Regions from separate parts of the Oryctolagus cuniculus genome. Here region 2 is linked to region 1. Evidence: chromatin contacts called from public Hi-C data. All regions are on one chromosome and are shown on one strand. The core of a region is the stretch at or near the end of the contact, and the rest is flanking DNA. Distances in the headings are between cores, read along the strand shown. Region 1 holds the start of LEO1 (LEO1 homolog, Paf1/RNA polymerase II complex component). Region 2 overlaps GNB5 (G protein subunit beta 5).

Region 1 (7,126 bases), core at 1,912-4,411:
AAAATTCTTCAGATGTTTTAGAATCTCATTTCTCCCCAAATCTTTCATATGAAAAACTATGTTTGCCACCATTTCATATCCCTTCATCAGCCATTGCAAGGACCCAATTCACCAAGGAATCTAATAAAGACAGACTGTGAGGGAATGTCCTGTGTTTTCCAAGAAATGAGCTGCCACAGTGTTTTCTTACTGCTCTAGACAGAAACTGCAGGGTTCCTCTCTTCCTCTCTTCAGTTTAGCTCAACCTGTTCCCTTCCAAAAGCCACTCTTGCCACAAAGTACTTTCAGAAAAGCCACACGATCCTTCTGTGGAGTGGCAATTTACCATAAATGGAATGAATTTTCAGTTAATACATTTTGTTTAATCAAACTGTTGTTTTTTCTCTAAGTCTTTAAGATGATATAGAAATCAAACACATATTCCTGTTTTGTGACTTGATGTAGGCTTATCTTTTATACATTCCAAAAGGCTTCTATTACCTTGTAAAAATATTTGTAATGATATACTGACTGTATTATGTAACCAACCTAGTTGAATCTTTGTTCTTTTATTGGGGTCATCATGGTACTCTGAGGCTCTACCTTCACCTCATGAATTACAACATGAGACAAAAGGGACAACTTTTCAAAAATAGGGAAACAAAGTAAAGTTACTCTAGGGTTGTTTTAGTTATTTATATACCAAACGGATGAACCTCTCCATTCCTGGAACAAATGGAGGGTTTATTTTATCATTCAAAATTGAATCAAACAACCCAAACAGGATGAGACTGTCTCTGGGAGTAAACGTGATTGTTTTAGTACCCTGAACTTCAATTATATTGATTTGGGTGTAACTCAAGCTATGTTTCAGGCAAGAACTACTGGAGAATGACTGTGATGGACTTAGCTGTACCCCATCTCATGTATTCTATTCTGTGTGAACAAAGACAGCCAGGAGAAGAGCAATGATCAACATAAAGTCCAGCAAAAACAAAACCAATCAATCTATCAAGCAGTCAGAAGTTATTTGTTTTGCACTATTCCGATGGGAAAAAAACACATTGATTCTGCTAGTCAAGGATATGGGCATGATTATTCAGCAGGCTTTGTTGTAATCCAATTTATCACAATTTAATCAACACACTTTTCAAGGAGAGTACTTTAAACAAATCAACAAAAACTGAATCACTAACAAATTGCTTTTCCAGTATTCCAGTTAGATTTAAGGTGATCTGTATGTATCCTCTTACATCATCACTTTTTACATAGCAATTTTAGGATTAATGATAATATAACCTGTTCCACACCTTAATACTTACCCATTTGAACCCTGTCAGGCACTCCTATTTGCAGCAAAAATATATCTCATAATCCCCAAATTAAAAATTCATTGTTGCTTGCCAAGACCAAAACCTACATAGTAGCCTAATCAGGCAGTAACTTAACACAAGGGATACATTTTAAAGACTAAAAATGAATGAGTTTTTCCTAGAGACCTGGTTCTTTAATCTGTGCAAACCACTTTATTTCTTGGAGCCTTTGCAAAGTAAGGGGGTTTGTGTAGCACTGACCATGAGAATTTTTTTACTGTCTGACTTTATAATGCCTTACTGCAGCAACATCAAAATTTTCTTTGCAAAACAAAAAATCCAGTGGAACCTTCTGAAAAACATTTTTCTACTTGCAGGTTACAATCTGTTAGAAAATCATGAAAGCAACATACTGGGTTGTACTGCCTGCCAACATTTTTAGGAAACCAAAGCTGAGGGGCCGGCGCTGTGGGGCAGTAGGTTAATCCTCTGCCTGTGGCGCCGGCATCCCATATGGATGCCGGTTCTAGTCCTGGGTGCTCCTCTTCTAATCCAGCTCTCTGCTATGGCCTGGGAAAGCAGTGGAGGATGGTCCAAGTCCTTGGGCCCCTACACCCACATGGGAGACCCAGAAGAAGCTCCTGGCTCCTGGCTTCAGATCAGTGCAGCTCTGGCTGTTGTGGCCATGGAGAGTGAACCAGGGGAAGGAAGACCTCTCTCTCTGTCTCTTCCTCTCACTCTCTGTAACTCTACCTCTCAAATAAATAAATTCTAAAAAAAAAAAAAAAAGAAAAAGAAAAAGAAAGAAAGAAACCAAAACTGAAATAGGGTAATAGGAAAACTCAGTAGGAAAAGAAAATAGTGTTCTGTGAAATATTTGTTTCAATATCATGTGTTTTGGTGTGCTTTCCATCACTGACAAAATACCCAAGAAAACGAATTTCACAAAACAGTACAGGTGTAATAAAATGCTCACAGTTCCGCAGGTTCAAATCCAGCATCTGGCAGGCGTCACTGGTTCGCACTCCGGTGCTGGTGCTCTTCCGGGCACTGACGGAGCAGCGCAGAGCTTCACCGGCAAGAAGGCGCGTGTGACTCCGTGCACCGGCGTGTAACACAGCCACCAGGACTTATTCGCGGGGGCTTCACCTTCATGTCCAGTCCAATCCAACTACCTCTAAGGTCCCGCTTCTGAAAGCTGTGATTGCTTTGTTTCCACCCTTTTAGTATCGTTCACCTATGACATGAGGTTTCAAATCCTGTGTGAGTTCAAACCATAGCGTTATACGTAAACAGAGCTGCAAAGGAACAAGCTATGGCTCTTGCGAAGCTCTTCTAAAGCTGCAGTCATCAAGTGTGGTCCCACGAAGCCCGTTTCGGGGCATCTCAGAAAGTCGCCCCTTGCCAATTACTACCTCTCTAGCTAAACTCGGATTTTCTTCATCTGCTACCACCAAAACATTTCTAAGCAACTGACTTAGAAGCAGAAATAATTCAGCTGTGTATTTTATGCTGGATATTAAAGATTTCTTCAAAACTTTAAAACCATTCCACTCGTCTAAAACTTTAGAAAAGAAGTCATTTAAAACTTACCCCAAACCCACTATTTAACGTTTATTATCTTGAAACGAGTTTAGCACTTTTAAAATGTCTGCTTTAAATACTAATACGGTAAGTAGCCATGGGTATAAACCATCTAAAACAAAAGTTCTTTGGAATTCTCCACAATATTTAAGAGGGTGAGAAGAGGTCTGGGAAACAAAGGACTTTGGGCCTGATTCCGGATGGCCCGGGGGTCTTTCCCCAAAGCACCGCCCGCTCCGCGGGCACGCCCACCCCGTGAGAACAGACCCCGACGGAGGAACCGCGCCACCCAACCGTGTGGACGCGGAAACTAGGTCATAGAGGGAAAGGAGTCTTTTAAGCATATCTTTGCGACACTGTCGCGTTTCGTTAGTTCCGTGCCGTAAAGAACGGCGTGGGGCCGCCCCCAGCCGAGGCTGCAGCGGACGTGAGCGGCAATGGCGGATATGGAGGATCTGTTCGGGAGTGACGCCGACAGCGATGCGGAGCGTAAAGGTGGGGTGGGCCACGATCGGCAGGCGGGGTGCGCGGCGGGGCCCGGCCTGGCGTCCGGTTCCGGTCCGCGGGCGAGAGGTGGTGCTTCCTCTGCTCCTGCCCCAGCGCCCCCTGCACTCCCGGAGGTGCCACCCTCCCCTGGCGGGCGGGCTGGTCTAGGCAGACACACGCAAGAGTCTGTGCCTTGCGGTTCTGGGTGACCGTGGAGCATGCGGTGCCTGCCTGGGAGCACGGAGAGCAAAAGGGCGCGGGGCAAGGTGGGGGCGCGGGCCAGCCTGCGCAGCCCGGAACCTTGGGGTCCTGCTGTCCTGCGGTGCAGAACAAGGGCTGTTTGTGAATGAATGGGGTGAGGTGTTCAGGACCGTGGGGACGGGGTGGGTGATTTACAGAGGGGCTCGGAATGCTCTGTTAACGACGCCGGAGCCTGGCGCTGGCCGGCAGCTCGAGATGTCTGGATGCGGAGTCTGAGCAGCATACGGGGATGGAGCTACTCACCAGCGCTTTGCACTGGAGACATTGTGTCCCGTGAGCGCCAGTGCAGACACTCCAGGGTTCTGGAGTCTGCGGTATTAGGTTGGAGAGCTTATGGGGCTCGTGTGGGAGGAGGAGTGGTGCGGGATGTGTTGATGAAATGAATGCATGGATGTGTGTTTATGGTGCGTCAAGTGTTTCTGGCACAGAGACTATGGATGTTTGAGTTTGAGATATGAATAGGAGTTATTTGAAGTTGAAAAACGCCCGCAAAACCAAATTTTTGCAGCCCTACAGGCTCAAAGTAGCCGTCTTTAACAAAGGGTATTGTTGTGGTTTTTCCTTTACCAAATTTTCTCCTCCATTTTGTGCAACTACTGTTTTGTTGTAGAACCTTCCAAAACCCGGGTCTACTTGGAGTGGTGGAAGAAAGTAGGTATTCACTTGCAAAGCACAGAGCAAGGAGCTGGGCCTCCTTGAAGGGTGGGGGTAAAGGTGGTACAGATTGAAGCTGGAGTTGAGAGGTGAGGGTCAAGCTTGAGTGCAGGTCCCTGGTTGGTCTGCAGCGCTGGTGGCCTGGCGTTGATCAGTGATCCCATGCTCTGTGAGCCTCAGTCAGTCAGGGGGTGTAAACTTCTTGTTCTGGGCCTGGGGTTCCTGGCAAAACCCTCAAGACCCATCTTCCAGATGTTATCTGTAGGGTTAATACATGATCTCAGGGTCCTGTGATCAAGGACCTTTGTGGGGGCTGGCTGCACCCCTCCCTCAATGCAGTGAGCTAAATTTTGGTAAGAGGTTGATTGCTCAGCAGGGCAAGCTGAGAGACAGTGGGAGACCAGGAGCTCACTCACAGGGTCTAGCGTCTGCACCCAAGGCACTGACTGGATAGAGGTTTGGTTTCAGTATTTTCGTAGTTTGTAGTGAAGGGAGCATTAGGTGGAGGCCTGGAACTACATTGTAGTGTGAAGGCTGTGGCCGGGTGGGCATCCAGGAGGTTCCCGTCTGTGCATCTGGAAGGAGAGAGCACTGTATGCTCACTCCTCTTCCACTACCTTCGTTGTTGTTTCCCTGTTGTTTTTCCTTGTCTACGTCCCTTTTACCTTTCAAAGCACAGTTCTGTCTGAACCCTGCCCTGACTCCCTTTCATGAAGTTGTTCATTCATTCAATAAGTATTTATTGATCCCCTGTTACGTTCCAGCTACCCTGCTAGCTGTTGGGAATATGATGAAAAAGTAGTCTTCCCTTCCTCACCAGCTAATTTATGAGCTTAATGCACATTTGATGGATACAAGCAATATTTTAGTAAGGTTTAACCCTACAGCACAAAAAAATTGTGTATCTTAAATACACTAGGTCTTGAGAAAGGCCACGGGAGCAGGCATCTAGCCTAGCAGTTAAGACATGAACATCCCACATCAGAGGATCTGGGTTTGATTCCTGACTCCAGTCCTGACTGGCTTACTGCCAGTGCAGGTCCTGTGAGGCGGCAGTGAGGATGGCTCAAGTAATCGGGTTCCTGCCACCCATGTCGGTAACCTGGATCGAGTTCCTTGCTTCCAGCTCCTGTACCCCTCCCCTCCTCTCCCTGGGCTGTTGGGTATATTTGGAGAGGAACCAGCAAGTGGGAGTGTTCTCCCTCTGTCTCCTATATGGTTTGCAAATATTATTTTCCATCATTTGGGTTGTTTTTTCACTTTCTTTTTAAAAGATTTATTTATTTATTTATTCATTTATTTATTTGAAAGGCAGAGTGAGAGGAGAGAATCTTTCATCTGCTGGTTCACTCCCCAAATAGCCACAGTGGCCAGGGCTGGTCCAGGCCGAAGCTAGGAGCTTGGAACTCCATTTGGGTTTCCTACATTGGCAGGAGGGAACTGTGTTACCTGGACCATTTTCCATTGCTTTGCCAAGACACATTAGCAGGGAGGTGGATTGGAAGTGGAGACTCAAGCACCATTGCTTTTTTTTTTTTTTTTTTTTGACAGAGTGGACAGTGAGAGAGACAGAGAGAAAGGTCTTCCTTTGCCGTTGGTTCACCCTCCAATGGCTGCTGCGGCCGGTGCGCTGTGCTGATCAGAAGCCAGGAGCCAGGTGCTTCTCCTGATCTCCCATGTGGCACCATTGCTTTTTAATGATGTTTATTGTGTAAAAACCTTGTTTTGGGGCTGCTGGTTCAAGTCCTGGTTGCTCCACTTCCAATCCAGCTCTCTGCTGTGGCCTTGGAAAGCAGTAGAAGATGGCTCAAGTCCTTGGGACCCTGCACCCACATGGGAGACCCGGAAGAAGCTCCTGGCTTCAAAGCAGCGCCACTCTGGCTGTTGCAGCCAAATGGGGAGTGAACCAGTGCATGAGACCTCTCTCTATCTCTCTGCCTCTCCTTCCTTCTCTGTGTAACTCTGCCTTTTAAATAAATAAATAAATCTTTAAAAAAAAAAAAAAACAACTTGTTTTGAGGAAGTCCACTTGCGTATTTTTTTTGTTTCTCAAATATCCTTGGTTATTTGAAGTATAGTATGTGGGGTGTCAAACTGTTAGTTGACAGACTTTCAGGATTCTCAGTACGTCACACCATGGCTACCTTCTGGCTGCCATGATCTCTGGTGAGAAATCAGCTGTTGTCCGTGGAAACTGCTTATATTGGACAAGTTTCTTCTCTTTTGCTGCTTTTGGGATCCTTCCTTTGTCTGACAGTTTGATAATGATGTGTTTAGGTTTGAATCTCTTTATAGTCACTCTACTTGGTATTCTATATTTTCTTTTCGATTTTATATTTATCTGTAGTGATATTTTCTATCTGGTAATATGTCTGTGTATAGATAGATATTTAAAGATTTATTCATTGTATTTGAAAGGTAGAGTTTCAAAAAAAGAGGGAGAGACAGAGAGGTCTTCCATCTGCTGGTTCACCCCCCCAAATGGCTGCAACAGCCAAAGCTGGGCAGATCCGAAGTCAGGAGCCAGGAGTTTCTTCCAGGTCTCCCACATGGGTGCAAGAGCCCAAGCACATGGGTCATCCTCCACTGCTTTCCCAGGCCATCAGCAGGGAGCTGGATCAGAAGAGAAGCCGGGACACAAACCAGCGTCCATAAAGGATGCTGATGCTACAGGCAGAAACTTAACTTACTAAGCCACAGCACAGGCCCTTAGTACATCTTTTTTTGTCTGGCCTTCTTCAGGGACAGTTTCTAGCCTTATGTACGAACTTCCTTGTTTTTTTTTTTTTAACATGCTTTATAATTTTTCAGTGATAACTAGGTATTTTATATATTATATGCTACCTCAG
Region 2 (7,126 bases), core at 2,979-5,478, 180 kb before region 1:
TTGCTACAGTTTGTGTTTTCACAGAGACTGTTTTGCACACCTGTGTGCTTTCATCTTAAAAATGGGGCCACTAAAGGGAACCAAGACCTTTTGGAGAAATGGCCCCTTCCCAGGCCAACGGACGAGCAGGAGTGTGGCGGGCCGGTGCCCAGGGAGAGTCACAGAAACCTGCCTGATGGTGCTCCTGCCAGCCCACCAGGACACCTGGCGCCTCCGGTGGATGCAGTGGGAATGCAGGTTGAGCGTTCCTACTCTGAAAATCCAAAGTCCAGAGTGCTCCAAAACCCAGAACGTTGTGAGCTCCAGCATGACGTCATAGGTGGAAAATTCCACAGCTGACCTCATGTAGCAGGTCACGTTCAAAATGCAGTAAAAATAGTATCTAACGTTATCTTAGGGTGATGCATGCAAACACAAGGCATTTCTTGCTTAGCCCTGGGTCATCCCACCCACAAGATATCTGATTATATTTATATATATATGTAAATATTCTAAAATTCAAAAGAACCTAAAAATCTGAAATAATTCTGGTCCCAAGAGTGTAAGGGATTACAGTCTGTTGGATAAAGTAGGAATTCGTGAGTTCAGGCCAACATAATTAAATAAATAAGTAAATAAGAGACACTCCCCGTTATGTTGAAGCCATAGATGCAGAAGGAATGATAGACTTCACAAAATCACCACTTGCCAGTCACCGTCACAATAGCTGGTTCAAGCAAAAATCATTAATGGATGTTGAAATAAGGGTATTCAGGTGTGAAGGCCAACACGCTATGTATATATTCTCAGAGCTCATCCCCACGAGATGCTTGTTCATAACAAGCGGTAGATGGGTGGCTCTGTGATGGAGAAACCTGGCAGGTGCCGCCTGAACCCAGCGACCAAGTTCGCCTCCCCAGCAGTGGGCTGCGGCCCTCAGTAGGCTGCAGAGCAAGAACTCGGCGTCAAGTCTGCCATGTTCCAGTGATGGTGCCGTGCCCAAACCTCCCCATGAGGAAGCGTCAGATAAAACCAACCCAACCCAGGACACAGAGTGACTGGGCCTTAAAGACGCGGGGTAGCTGAAATGCGACATGTGGCGCTGGGAAGGGCAAGTGTCGTGGACCGGGGCATCTCGGTGACGGCCGTCGCATGGATGGTGTGGTTCCAGCGTGGATTTTCTGGTTGTGGTCATTGCACTGTGGTTCTATGAGAGTTCTTTGTTTTTCAGAAAAGTCACACCGGAGTGTTTAAGGGGAGAGAAGGGCAGAAGAAGGCAGCATGGGAGAAGGTGGGACAGGGAGTAAGGGGAAGCGAGAGGGCTTAGATCATGACGTGAAACAAACGAACAAAGGAGAAGTAAGAGAAACCGCGAGGGGAGCCCCCTCAGCCCTGTCCGTCCACTGCAGGAAGGAGGACCACTGTCCCCGGAGCTTCCACAGTGCTTTCCTGGGCTGACCCTGTTAGAGTGCCCTCGGCCCTCCTCCCCACCTGCCTGGAGCAAGGCCCAGCACAGAGGTTTCAGGAGGGAGAAGAGGGGGAGGGAGTTCGGAGCCCTGGCTTCTCCACCTGCCACAGCCGCAGACCTGATCCCCGGGAACTGCAGTTCCCCCACGGGCTCTGTGCAGGGCCAGGGCCCGCCAGCACCTGCACACAGCAGGCCCTCCCAGCCACAGCCTGTGAACTTGTCGCTCTTCTGCTCATCAGGCACACCTCCCCATGAGCCCCCACAAAGCCCTCCCTGGCCTCAGGATGGGAGCTGAGGTTGACACCCAAGCTGCAGCTGGTGCAGCTCCCTACCCTCCAGGGTGGTGGTGGTGGGGGGGGCTTTTAGGATATTGCACTGATCACTGTGGCTCCTAAGTTTTTTAATAAATTCACCATTTGCTGACAGCTCACTCGGTGTTTTTGCTCACTCATTCTCTCCCAGAGCAGGCATGTGCAGCACCTGTCGCATCATGGGCCTGTGCCAAGCTCGGAGGTCCCATAGACACAGGACCTGCTATTGAGCAGCACGTTGCAGCCCTAACACATGGTTTTGTCCAGTCCAGCTTCCCTCGTGACTGAGCACTAGGTAGAAGAGCCAGAAGTCTCAGCCTGGCTCCCAGCTGGTTGCCTGAACCTGTATTAGCCAATGACATCCGAGCTGCCGACTTCCCACCTGTCCAGTGGAGACCACACCTCCCTCTGCCGCCTGCCCTGCCTACCTCTCAGAGCCTTGGCCCTTAAACTGGAGAACTGAGTACAGCCCTTTTACAGTATGAGGTTGCTCAATCCGCACTATACATACGGGGAAGGGTTTGGAAAACATAGTCTTAAACAAAAGGGTAAAACAGCTATGTTCTGTCCGCCCTCTACGGCGGTGTGTTGTTAAATAGGGGATCACGAACCGAATGGTGACACTGAGGTCGCAAGTGGGACCGCCTCCTGTGGAGCCTGGCCCTTGACAACGTGATTGACATGATTGACGACGGCCTTATTCTTTCAGTGCACCAGGTGGCGGAGCGGGTGGAGGCCTTGGGCCAGTTTGTCATGAAGACGAGGAGGACACTCAAGGGCCATGGAAACAAGGTCCTGTGCATGGACTGGTGCAAGGACAAACGGAGGATCGTGAGCTCGTCCCAGGTATGGCCACCATGGAGCAGGTGAGCAGGCTCCGCCCACTACAGCCGAGACGCAGGGCACTGCCCCTCCACTGAGCCTTATGACTTGGGTTCTTGTCTGAACGACCCGATTTGACTAAAGAGTTCTCTTGCATACTGTCGACCTCACCCAGGCAGGTGGGTTTGCAATTAGCAGTAGTTGAAATGCTCTAGACTGCATTTGACGTCTTAATAAACCGCTCAAAATTACTTTTTTTAAAGATTTTTTATTTTTTTTTTTTTATTTTTGACAGGCAGAGTGGACAGTGAGAGAGAGAGACAGAGAGAAAGGTCTTCCTTTTGCCGTTGGTTCACCCTCCAATGGCTGCCGCAGCCGGCGCACTGTGGTCGGCGCACCGTGCTGATCCAATGGCAGGAACCAGGTGCTTCTCCTGGTCTCCCATGGGGTGCAGGGCCCAAGCACTTGGGCCATCCTCCACTGCATTCCCAGGCCACAGCAGAGGGCTGGCCTGGAAGAGGGGCAACCGGGACAGAGTCCGGCGCCCCGACCGGGACTAGAACCTGGTGTGCCAGCGCCACAAGGTGGAGGATTAGCCTAGTGAGCCACAGCGCCAGCCTAAAGATTTTTTTAAAGATTCATTTTGTGTATTCGAGTCCCAGCTACTCCACTTCTGATCCAGATCCCTGTTAATGGCCTGGGGAAAGCAGTGGAAGATGGCCTAAGTGCTTAGGCCCCTGCCACCCATGTAAGAGACCCAGATAAAGCTCCTGGCTTTGGGCTGGCCCGATCCTGCTGTTGTGGCCATTTGAGGAGTGAACTAATAGATGAAAATTCTCTGTCTCTTTCTCTCCCCCTCTCTCTCTAACTCTGACATTCAATTAAATAAATAAACCTTTAAAAATTTAAAAAAAAAAGAATTAACATCCCCAAATGGCTGCAATGGCCAGGGCTGAGCCAGACTGAAGCCAGGAGCCTAGGACTCCATCCAAGTCTCCCACATGGGTGGCAGGAGCCCCAGCACTGGGACCATCTTCCGCTGCTTTCCCAGGCACATTAGCAGGGAGCTGGATTGGACATGGAGCAGCGAGGGCTCAAACCTGTGCTCAAATAGGATGCCCCCCTGCACCTGACAGGCAGCAGCTTAACCCCCTGCACCACAACACCAGCCGCAAAGTGAATTTCTTCATGAGCACATTTCAAGGTCTCATCTGTGAGTGAAACCTTTTTTTAAAGCATTTATTTTATTTATTTTAAATGCAGAGTTACAGAAAGAGGGGCAGGAAGAGACAGAGAGAGGTCTTCCATCCACTGGTTCACTCCCCAAATGGCCGCAACGGCTGGAGTTGGGCCAGTCAAAGCCAGGTCTCCCATGTGGGTGACGGGGTCCAAGCAGTTAGGCCGTCGTGTGCTGCTTTCCTAGGCATGTTAGCGGTGAGCTGGATCGGAAGTGGAGCAGCCGGGATCGGAACCAGCACCCATATGGGATGCTGGTGCTGCAGGCTTTACCCACTACACCACAGCGCTGCCCCCTGATGAGCTGGCATTGGCAGTGACAAGCCATCACTCTGTCTTCTGCTGGTCCCTTGGACCAACCTTATATAAAGCAGACGGAGGTTCTGCAGCATATGAGCAGCCCAGGGAGCTGGAATGATCAGGGACTCTTGGAGGCTGGCTCCCACGGCTTGGTGCTTTTTATGTCTGTTTTTCGGGTACTTGTAGAAGACATAAAGCCATAAACAGAAGTCCATGAGACAGTCTATAAATCACAAGCAGTGTGGGTTTCCTCCCACCCTGCCTTCTGCCCAGCTTTTGTGAAAGAGGGTTTGTTTTTTAAAATAACCCTGTGAGCACTGAACTGTCCACATTCCAGATAACCCACAGGCTCTGGCATCCCCGTCAGTTTTGTGTTGAGTAAGATGGAGGTCACTGATTTCCTGCATTACCTGCAGATCCCAAATACCACATTGCTTTGCCTTTCATCTTGCACCCATGATCCACTTATAGTTATGTGTGTCACCATTTTTCCCCCACTGCCCTGTCACAGTCATTACCATTTTAGAGCATTTCTTTCTAGCGCCTGTATTTTTTTTCCAAATGCTTGTTTTCACAGAGTGGCTATCGAGATGTTCTCATTGCTCCCTAGCTTTTCTGACTTTTTAAATCCTTGCAAGTATGCTACACGCTGGGTTTTCTGTGGCTCACACAGCACACTTACTTGAGGGGGGCAGGGAGGTTGCAGGGAGGGTGCCCGTGGTGCCCTGGTATGCCCTGTCCACCCACCTCTGCTCCAGAGAGCTGGGACGTGGGTGAGCGCAGGGAGAGATGGGAGAGCACAGGAAGGCTCTGGAACAGACTTGACTCATCAGCCACCTTCTCCCTTACAAGGCAGGAGGTGAGTCACCCTGTCCAGGTGGGCTGAGGCCCGTTCTCTCCCGGCATGTAGATCCAGGATCCCAGAAGGCACGTGGTGGGTGGGCGGTGGGTGGGCAGGCAGTGAGGTGAAGGAAACCACCGACATGGGCAGTGTGCTGTCGATTCCCTTGGCTCAGGGAGCCGGGGCTCTAAGCAGGAGCACCCTGGGGTGCAGGTGCTGAGTGCCTGCCCTGTTCTCTGCACGACAGCCTTACCTGGTCTGCCCCACACATCGTGTGTGGCCGCCGAGTCAGAGACATCGATGAGAAGAACCAGTGTGCTTAGGAAAGGTTCCAAACCAACTTTGACTTACTCTGTGGCCCTTCTGCCGCATACAGCATTAATGTAGAAATCTCACATCACATCGTGCAGAGCAAGCAGCCATGTCACTTGACAGTCGGCCTGGCATCTGTCCCGGAGGGGTTTTCTCCAGCCTTACCTTCTCTGCCTTAGTCACCAGATTTGACGCAAAAACCAAGCCTGCTGTAGAAGCTGCAGGTTGACCTTCACTGAGGGTGCGCAGGGATTCACGCACAGACACAACTCAGCTGCCCGGAGACCCTCTGTCTGCCCGCAGATCCCCTGTGTCATGTTCTGGACAGGTCCCTGCTTTGTAGGGGTCAGGGCTTCTGTGGGCTCCCCTCTGGTGGGTTCGTGCTACAAGCAGATGACACTGCTGTCTGTGTGTCACCAGCCTGGCGCTCACCCAGCAGGGAGCGCTGTTTATTTACAGAACAGCTGCCTGCGGGGCTCCCAACCATCACAGGTGCACGGCACACCTCGTCCTCCATGTGAGTGGGAGCTTCAATGTCTCCAAGCACCAGCAGGCGGGGAACTGACCCGGGACCCACTCAGCCCTTACCAGAGCTGTCCATGAAGACAGTGGACAGAGAATGGGGGCCATTAGGGTGCGCAGCTGCGGGGAACCGAGACCGCACAAGAGGACAGCATAGTGGGGATGGCGTGGGAGAGAGAGCTTATCACTTCCTGTCCAGTGCCCACAGGTGATCTCGGGTTTTTTTCGCCCTGTGTAGCTGTTTGGCATTTAGGGGGTGGAGGATAACAGTGATGCACCAGCCGTCTGTGCTTGGCTGATGAATGGTATTAACCGAGGATCTGGGCCCTGTTGTCTGTATGCGTAGCTCTAAGAAATGCCAGGCTGCAGAGCCCAGCGCCACCTCCCTCCCTGCCCTTTTAGAGAGCAGGCTGAAGGGTCTTGATTCACAGAAACTTACTCTGGCCTTGCACTCCCCACTCGTGTTCGTGAGGAATTCTGGGCAGCTCTTGGTAAGACCCTGTGGACAATTCCTGACCTCTTTTCTCTTCTCCCTCCAGGATGGGAAGGTGATCGTGTGGGATTCCTTCACCACCAACAAGGTGAGGCCTTGTCCCTTTCTGGGCTGACAGGTGCCCTGCGGTGGTCACCTTGCAGCCCAGCCAGCCCTGTGTAGCCTTGGTTCCTTCTCCATATGCCACCTCCCACCCAGAGAGATCCCCCTACCCCATGAGCCTGCAGGGCCACCCTGGAGGGGGTGGATAGGAAACGGGCCATGGGCGAGCCGTGGAAAACTTGTCACCTGCAGACGTGCAACTGCATCGTGTATTTTCCTTCTGAATGAAGACAACAGTCCCAAGACCCTTGGTTGTGTCTCCCCACTCTGGCTTTGACCAGGCTGCGTGGCACCGTGGAAGTGAGCGTGCGGTAGCAGGGCAGGGAGAGGCCAAATCATCCCAAGCCCCTCGTAAGGCCCGGGCCTGCACAGCTCAGATTAGATCTAAGTTTAGACTCTTAGGATCAAGGCTTCGGTCTACGCATGGGTTCACCTGTAGAGCTGTGTGCACCTCTGGGCATTCACAGTCCGCAGTGTTGCATATTCAGTAGGATCCCAGTGTTTACTCAGCAGCTCTTCCTTCTCACCCTGCATTTAAAAAACAAAGAGGCTGTATCTGTCCCAGCGGAGCAGGGTCCCAGCTCTCCCTTGCTCTGACTGGTCAGGTGGTGTCACCGCCAGCCCAGCCGCTGTTCCGAGACCCAGTCAAGTGGGGCTCCAGAACCGCTTTGCAGAGCAGGGTCCCTAAGCGCAGGTGCTTGGGAAATGATAAAAATAAGCACTTGCTCATCAGCACAGGG

What was found. Hi-C and Micro-C count contacts between places; a contact is called where the count stands out from the background.
Region 2: a Hi-C map of an unstated tissue shows a contact between it and region 1, with 2.6 times the contacts expected there. The contact joins the enhancer-like site here to the promoter of LEO1 in region 1. A contact is called at or near these places in 3 of 6 Hi-C or Micro-C datasets (ear pinna, skin fibroblasts and an unstated tissue).

What each region holds. Positions count from the first base shown.
Region 1 is chr12:74,669,796-74,676,921 of mOryCun1.1, reverse strand. LEO1 (LEO1 homolog, Paf1/RNA polymerase II complex component) reads left to right here and starts at 3,161. Exons shown (of 12, transcript XM_017348015.3): 1 at 3,161-3,371. The coding sequence starts at 3,314. MAPK6 (mitogen-activated protein kinase 6) reads right to left here and starts at 2,643. Exons shown (of 6, transcript XM_051822001.2): 1 at 2,269-2,643.
Region 2 is chr12:74,852,828-74,859,953 of mOryCun1.1, reverse strand. GNB5 (G protein subunit beta 5) reads left to right here. Exons shown (of 10, transcript NM_001082170.1): 2 at 2,468-2,604; 3 at 6,331-6,372. Among named protein-coding and RNA genes, the nearest start is that of GNB5, 14 kb to the left of the region's middle. Within about 2 kb of position 4,228, at least 1 of the 8 cell types and tissues checked has an H3K27ac peak or open chromatin away from gene starts, as enhancers often do.